2 separate regions of the Pan troglodytes genome follow, and region 1 is linked to region 2. Evidence: chromatin contacts called from public capture Hi-C data. All regions are on one chromosome and are shown on one strand. The core of a region is the stretch at or near the end of the contact, and the rest is flanking DNA. Distances in the headings are between cores, read along the strand shown.

Evidence for each region. Capture Hi-C pulls out chosen DNA fragments and counts their contacts.
Region 1: a contact with region 2 is called in a capture Hi-C map of stem cell-derived neural stem cells, with 7 times the contacts expected there. The contact joins two enhancer-like sites. A contact is called at or near these places in 5 of 7 Hi-C or Micro-C datasets (blood, induced pluripotent stem cells, a lymphoblastoid cell line and 1 more) and 1 of 1 other capture datasets (stem cell-derived neural stem cells).

What each region holds. Positions count from the first base shown.
Region 1 is chr7:28,686,098-28,689,709 of NHGRI_mPanTro3-v2.0_pri, reverse strand. No RefSeq gene overlaps it. Among named protein-coding and RNA genes, the nearest start is that of LZTS1, 75 kb to the right of the region's middle. Within about 2 kb of position 2,094, at least 2 of the 24 cell types and tissues checked have an H3K27ac peak or open chromatin away from gene starts, as enhancers often do. A contact at or near this core is called in stem cell-derived neural stem cells, where this site is marked.
Region 2 is chr7:28,539,254-28,543,020 of NHGRI_mPanTro3-v2.0_pri, reverse strand. No RefSeq gene overlaps it. Among named protein-coding and RNA genes, the nearest start is that of ATP6V1B2, 35 kb to the right of the region's middle. Within about 2 kb of position 2,265, at least 4 of the 24 cell types and tissues checked have an H3K27ac peak or open chromatin away from gene starts, as enhancers often do. A contact at or near this core is called in stem cell-derived neural stem cells, where this site is marked.

The DNA of each region.
Region 1 (3,612 bases), core at 845-3,344, 150 kb before region 2:
GTCTGTCTGTCTGTCTGTCTGTCTCTCTCTCTCTCTCTCTCTCTCTCTCTCTATATATATATATATATATATAAAATATATGTAAAGTATATATATAAAGAGTATATATAATATATATAATAAATATATATAAAATATATATATATATGGGAAAAGCCTAGGTTCTAGTAGCACCTCAACTATGAGGGAAAATATATATATGTGTGTGTGTGTATATATGTGTGTGTCTATATATATGATATAAGTCTCTCACACAAATCTGTGAGTTTCAGGGACCCCATCCCCACCTCCAAGTCACCAGCAGGTCAGTAAACGACCATCTGTCACTTGGAAGCTGGAGGCAATGGAAAGGGGCAATGGATGATGGAGTCAGGGCTCCAGAATGAAAGGGAATCGATGGAGTGACAGAGAATGACAGCAGCAGCCTCTGGTGGACACTCGCCGTCTTACAGCCAGAAGCTTCAGGCTGCTCCAGCCCCGGAAATGAGGATGCCGGCCCCACAGCCAGGAGACAGCAATGCAAGCTAAAATCTGCAAGGAGGCTGGGATGGTTCTAAAAGGCAGCCATTTAGAACTCATCAGAAATGATTCACAGACGGGCTGCACCAGGGCCGCCTGGCTTGATCAAGGAGCAGTGGGTCTTTCCTGAGGTGCACACACAGATGACAGCTTCTGCCCCGCTAATTTTTATTCTGAAGTATAACAAGAAGTACCAAGGATGCAGTCCATTGACAAAAAAAGGGACCTAGCATGTTCCTTCTTACTTCAGGCTCCTTCACTGTATCGTCCTTCACCCCAAGAATGCCACATGTACACCTGCACAGACAGACACACCAGTCAGTCAACAGATATTAATTGGGCATCTACTGTGCCTCTGGCATGATGCTAAGACCTAGGGACATAGATGACTATGACAGGGTCCCTGACCTCCAGGGGAAGATCAAGCCCTGTAGAGTTGGGTCCATTAGAGAAGTTTTCCCAAGGTCAACATATTGGAGTTGTATCTTGAATAAGGGGTTTTTCTCAATCAAATAACAATGATGAAATTCCAGGAAGAAGAAATAGCATGTAAAGGGGCAGGACATCCTGAAAGAGTCTAGGGAAAGATCCAGGATGCTCAGAAGTTCTGTATGGCCAGCAGCAATGGCAGAGAAGATGAAAATGGCCTGGTCAGTTGGGAACAGATTATAAAAGGCCTCTGCTAAGGAGGCTGAGCTGCAGAGAGAGAAAGAGATTAAATCAACAGTTCATTGGAAACAAATAGATGCTGACATCTGGTGACTGAGGACCCAGGAATGCCTAATCTTACCCAGCAGATCATTTGTGCTCTCCATGAGGTCTTCAAGAGAGCATGTACACACCAATGGCATGACTGTCAGTTTTGCAAGCCCTGTAGACTCCAAATCAGGAACATGTGGCTTAGAATTGAAGACCCATGTGGGATCTTTTGTTCTCTCTGCTCCCAAACCTAAATTAAGAGAAAGAAGGGCATCGTGTGACCATCAGGACCTGTCTTCACACTCCTACCCTACCCCTTCCATGGAAAGAGCTGTGGCCAGACTGCCCTCTTGAGACAGGAGGAAGAAGAGCACCAAACCCAGATGCCAAGGACCAATTAAGAGCCATGACTGTGAAAATTCAACATTGCAGTAGTTTAAAACTGCACTCCAGTTTCTCCCTGTGACCTGTCTCAACCAGTGAGGTCTCTGAGAGAACCATAGATCTCATCAGGGTTCTTTCTTCATCATGGGAGCGTGGGCTACCTTTCACTTTTCCCAGTTTTCAAAAAGTGTACATACAAGATGCACGGCAATATGACTGCACTCTCCCACAACCCAACACAGCTTCAAAATATAGAAGACAAAACTGAAGCATTAGCTTTTCCCAAGCAAAAGCTAATTCCCACTTTGTTCACCAGTCATGAAATACAGCCATGTGGTAAATATCTAGGGAAAAAGGAAAAGTGAGTTGGGAGAAACTTGCTATTGAGCTGACCAGGCCACCATATGCAAATTTTATAGAAACTCCAGGCTTTAATAGGACTGCTCGGTCTAAGGCAGATGGCAGAAGAGGCCCTCCAGAAAAGTGACCTTCAGCACAGTGACCAGACCCACTAGCATGTGGACATAGGGCAGTGGGGTGGCTGTGAATGAATGCTGGTATATTAGACTAGCAATTTCCAGGATCATCTCCAGGGGCCAAATGAGAACACTTCCCTTGAGCCTTTTAGTGCTGGAACATTGATTAAGCTTCACTTTCCCAATTGCAGTTCAAACATTTTCTTCTTTCACCAAGCTTCTCACTGAAGCAAGGCCTGACTTTCCCAAATAATGATGTAACAAATCAAATAGCACTTCTCCTGAAATCTCCCTCAATTCTTCCAGCTGTAAACAGCCTCTCCACACTTAGCACTTCTCTAATCCTTCTCTGTGCCTTTCTTGTAATTGCATATATGTGTAATTTCTCTCCTCTTAGAAGATTATAAACTCCTTGAAGACAGAAGCAAAGAGCAACTAAAATTGGAATTCTTTTTCTTCTTTATATGGGAAGGAGAAACTCCATGGAGCTCTGTTTTGAACTCCAGGGGTAGGTTCATAGCTCCCACAACTCTCAGCGTAACCCCAGCTAACCTTGAGGATGAGACACAAATGGCAGAGCCAGGCAGGCACACAGGCAGAGTAGGAAGTGGCTTGGGTGGTATTCTTTGGGGAATGCAAGGAATTTTCCAACAGTGCTCCCAAACCTCCCACCCTCAAAACACAGCACAATATCTGAAATTCCATCATTATTAAAACATTCCTTTCAGTCTTTGAGATTTCTCTCTTGTATTAGTCCATTTTCACCCTGCTATAGAGATCTTCCCTGAGACGGAGTAATTTTTAAAGGAAAGCAGTTTAATTGACTCACAGTTCTGCATGGCTGGGAGGCCTCAGGAAACTTACAATCATGGCAGAAGGGGAAACAGGCACCTTCTTCACAAGGTGGCAGGAGAGAGAAGAACGAAGGAGGAACTTCCAAACACTTGTAAAACCATCGTATCTCATGAGAACTCACTCACTATCATGAGAACAGCATGGGGGAAACTGCCCCCATGATCCAATCAACTCCTTCCCTCCACATGTGGGGATTACAGGTCCCTCGGTCAAGAGGTGGGAATTACAATTCAAGATGAGATTTGGGTGGGGACACAGAACCAAACCATATCATCTTTTTTGCAGTTCCATCTTGAATAAGCACTACTTATCCCATAAAAGGAGAATATCTTAAGCCGTAGCCATGCAATGCCTTGGCACGGGATTCCTCAGCCCCAGTGATAAGTAAAGTTTTACAGGACTATGAGAATGCCAGCCTGAAGGTAGGTATTTGAACATGTAAAAATCCCTAAGGATAAGGTTTGTTGTTTGGTTTTAATCTACTCTTATATCCTCAACACCCATTAATGTGCCTGGAACATAGAAGTTGCTCAATAAATGTTTGCCAAAAAATGAATGACTGAGTGAACGATGAAGGAAAAGTCCAGAAGACAGTGATATTCCCCTGGAAAAGGTCAAAAGGCCAGAAAAACATTCCCTGGGGTTAGAATTTGTTCCTTTTTTTAAGAGACAAGGTCTT
Region 2 (3,767 bases), core at 1,016-3,515:
GTGATAAAGATGCTTAGCGTCAGGCTCCCCTCTGACAGAGAGTCCCAGCTGGCTGCTCTAGGGTCACCCATGAGGCTCCACCTTAAAATCCAGAGCTTCTCCACAAGAGAAGTCAAAACCAACACCATAAACAGGAGGATTCTGTTCTAAAAGCTGGGGTTTGGGAACCAGACGGAGCAGGAGCAGCTATGGAGACTGGTGGTGAGACCTAGCGTGCCGTCAGACTTTGCTTATGTAGCCCAAACCTCAGTTTTCTCATCTGTGAAACAGGAATCAGTCGTTACAGGGTGGGCATGAGAAAGTGTATGTAAAACACCTGTCAGTAATATTCAACGTACTCTTTCCTCGCTAAGACCCAAGGTGCCTCTAGAAAGGGTTAAGTCCTGGCACCTGCCCCCACAAAAAAGGGGTAAGGTCAGGTGAGAGAAGAACACCAGGTAGCCCCCTCCGGGCCTCCTGATGCTCAGACCTTGCTCAAGAAGGGATGGCCCTCCCTCCAACCCCTTTATCTGTCCCTTCTCAGCCGTGACCACATTACCTCTTGGGCTACCTGCCTCTTTTAAGGCTCTAGTGGGGCAGATCTATCTCGGCTGAGATAAAACAAGGCCAATCTAAACAGCTCCTAGGCTGAGCAAGACAGCCTGAAATTCAATGTTCGCTGAGTGAGCGCTCTGCACATTCGACCACCAGTGAACAAACCCCCAGCACTGGCACCCGGAGCCTTGGGTCTACAGGCCCAGCCAGAGTGGGGGAAGGTGGGCTCGGACATGCAAAGCTGCCACCTGGGGGTGATGCCCAGGGCTGCCTTCTCCAGAGCTTCTCCTTGGAGCGGACAGAGCTGTGCCCCTGAGACTCTAGATCCCACAGGGAAAGGCCTTCTGGGGCTGGCACCTGCTCCTTATGGCTTTCTGGGCCCCTCAGGGACATCAGTCCTGACGTGCCGCAGGGAAGACCCCGTGGCTCTGAAGAGAAGGCATTGGAATAGGAACTATATTCCTTTGCTCGGGTGGGCTACTGTAACCAAGAACCACAGGCCAGGTGGTTTCAACAACTGAAATATATTCTCTCACAGTTCTGGAAGTCTGAAAATCAAAGTGTCAGCAAGGTTGGTTCCTCCCGCAGGCTGTGAGGGAGAATCTATTTCCTGCAGCTCTCCCAGATTCCAGTGGTTTGCTGGCAACCTTCAGCATTCCTTGGCTTGTAGCTGCATCACTCCAATCTTCACACAGGGCGTCTGTCTTCCCATGGCCGCTTTTAAATAAGGACACCAGTCATATTGGATTAGAGGCCCACCCTACTTCAGTGTGACCTCATCTTAACTAATATCTACAATGACCCTAGTTCCAAATAAGGTCACATTCTGGGTACTGGGGGGTTAGGATTTAAATATATAGTTTTCGGCAGGGGACACTACTCAACCTGGACTTAAGTGTAGAGTACGATTTGTTTGTTTTGAAGACAGAATCTCGCTCTGTCACCAAGGCTGGAGTGCAGCGGTCTGACCTCGGCTCACTGCAACCTCTGTCTCCTGGGTTCAAGCAATTCTTGTGCCTCAGCCTCCCAAGTAGCTGGGATTACAGGCGTGCGCCACCATGTCCAGCTAATTTTTGTATTTTTAGGAGAGACGGGATTTCACCACGTTGGCCAGGCTGGACTCAAACTCCTGACCTCAAGTGATCCACCTGCCTCAGCCTCCCAAAGTGCTGGGATTACAGGAATGAGCCACCACGCCCGGCTGGATTGTGACCAAAGAAGTAGCACCCTCCTGATATTTGCTCTCCTAAATCTAGGACAAGAGAGCTTTCCAGTATGACTTATTTGGGAGAAGACAAAAAAGCTGGTGTGCTTGGGGCCAGGGCCTCCGGGGCAGGAAGGAGGCTGCCCTCCTGCATAATCGCTCTCTCTCCTCTGCCTGTGCACTGTGCTGGGAAGAATTAGGTCAGCCTTTGGGCTTTGCCATGAGGTAGCAGAAACTATTAAAAGCTGTCCTGTGAGCCGACTTAGAGGCCAGTGATTTAGCACGATTTGGAGAGAGGAGTGGCCTCACGCCTCTGCCTCATGGCTCTGCCTCTGGTGAAACCGCCCAGGTAAAGTCCACATGTATGCATCCCACAAAGCTGCCCTTCATCTCTCCAGGCCCCTTCCTGATCTGTCAATCTGCTTAACTAGTTGTGCATATGTCAGAGAGCTGTTTTGATAAGTAAAGCAGATGATTAGGGCAAGCTGGCACGCAGTAAATGCATGAATTCCGGCCATTGCTAGGGTGAGTCAGGGAGGGATGCCCTGCAGAGAACACAGAAGGCATCTTACAGCGTAGAATTGCTGGGAATACAAGGGCAGACCAGACCAGGGGTGGAACGAGGGCAGCGGGCACGGGGAAAGGAGGTGCCTAGGATGACTCCCACTAAGAGATCCACAGGAATACGGAGGAGGCGCTGCCTCCCCAAGCAGGTACTTGAGCACCCGGGCTCTTAAAGCTCCCTCTTCCCATGTGGTCTACTGACACCTGATGGTAAATAATGGAAATGCAGCAAGAGTTGCAAGGTTTTTTGTGTGTGCGTTTTTTTCTTTTAATTTTACTTCTGTAACAGGATTAAAAGTACTGCTGCCTCTTCAGACACACGGATACCTGCACCTATGGCTACTCTAAGTTTCCCCACGTACACTAACTGACACAGACCTGAAACTTATGAGGGCTTTACGCTGGGGTTCATGATGGTGCTGCTGCTGCTGGGCATCTTCTTTCTGTTCAGGGCCAGGTCAGTCCCAGGGCAGGCTTCAGAAAAGAGTCAGGCCGGGCGCGGTGGCTCATACCTGTAATCCCAGCACTTTGGGAGGCCAAGGTGGGCAGATCACTTGAGGTCAAGGGTTTGAAACCAGCCTGGCTAACATGGTGGAACCCCGTCTCTACTAAAAATATAAAAATTAGCCAGGTATAATGGCTCACGCCTGTTAATCCCAGCTACTCAGGAGGCTCAGGCAGGAGAATTGCTTGAACCTGGAAGGCGGAAGTTGCAGTGAGTCGAGATAGCGCCATTGCACTCCAGCTTGGGCCTGGGCGACAGAGTGAGACTGTCTCAACCAAAGAAAAAAAGGGGAGGGGAGAGTCAGTCCTTTCTGGGCCTAAAAATCTCTAGAGTAGAAGCTGTTGCTGCTACTTGATTACATTATGCCTTCCACACCTTGTCCTCCAACTAGCAAAAGAAACCCAGGCTGCCCCGGCCAACCCGAAGGGCTACAGCACAGCTGTCTCCGTCATTCTGAGCACCTGAGTGTTTGGATTTGGGGAAAGGAAGTGGGAGGGGGAGAAAGAGGAAGAGAAGAAGAGAGAACAGCTTGAGAAGGACACATCTGGTCCTTTCTAGAAATCTATTCAAAAATTAGAACTTCCTGGAGATGCCATGACGTGGTCAATCACCTATCTATGGATTAGGATTCAAGCCCTCTCTCGATTTTTTGGGCACTGAGCTGAGAGGTAATTCTTGCTCTGGACTAACTGGTGACACAATCTGTAGGCATCGTCAGTGACCAAACCGAGCAGTGGTGGCTGGGCCTCGGGGTCTAAGGGCGCAGCCACAGCTGGGGAAGGTGGGCTCCCTCTCTCGGGCATGAGCAGCTGCTGCCTGGGGGTGATGCCCAGGGCTGCTTTCCCTGGAGCTTCTCCTCGGGGGAAGGGCACTCGCTCCCTGATGGGACAGGGCTGTGTCACCAAGACTCAGGGACCTGCAGGGGAAAGGCTTCTGGAGCTGCAGAGGAAAGGCTTCTGG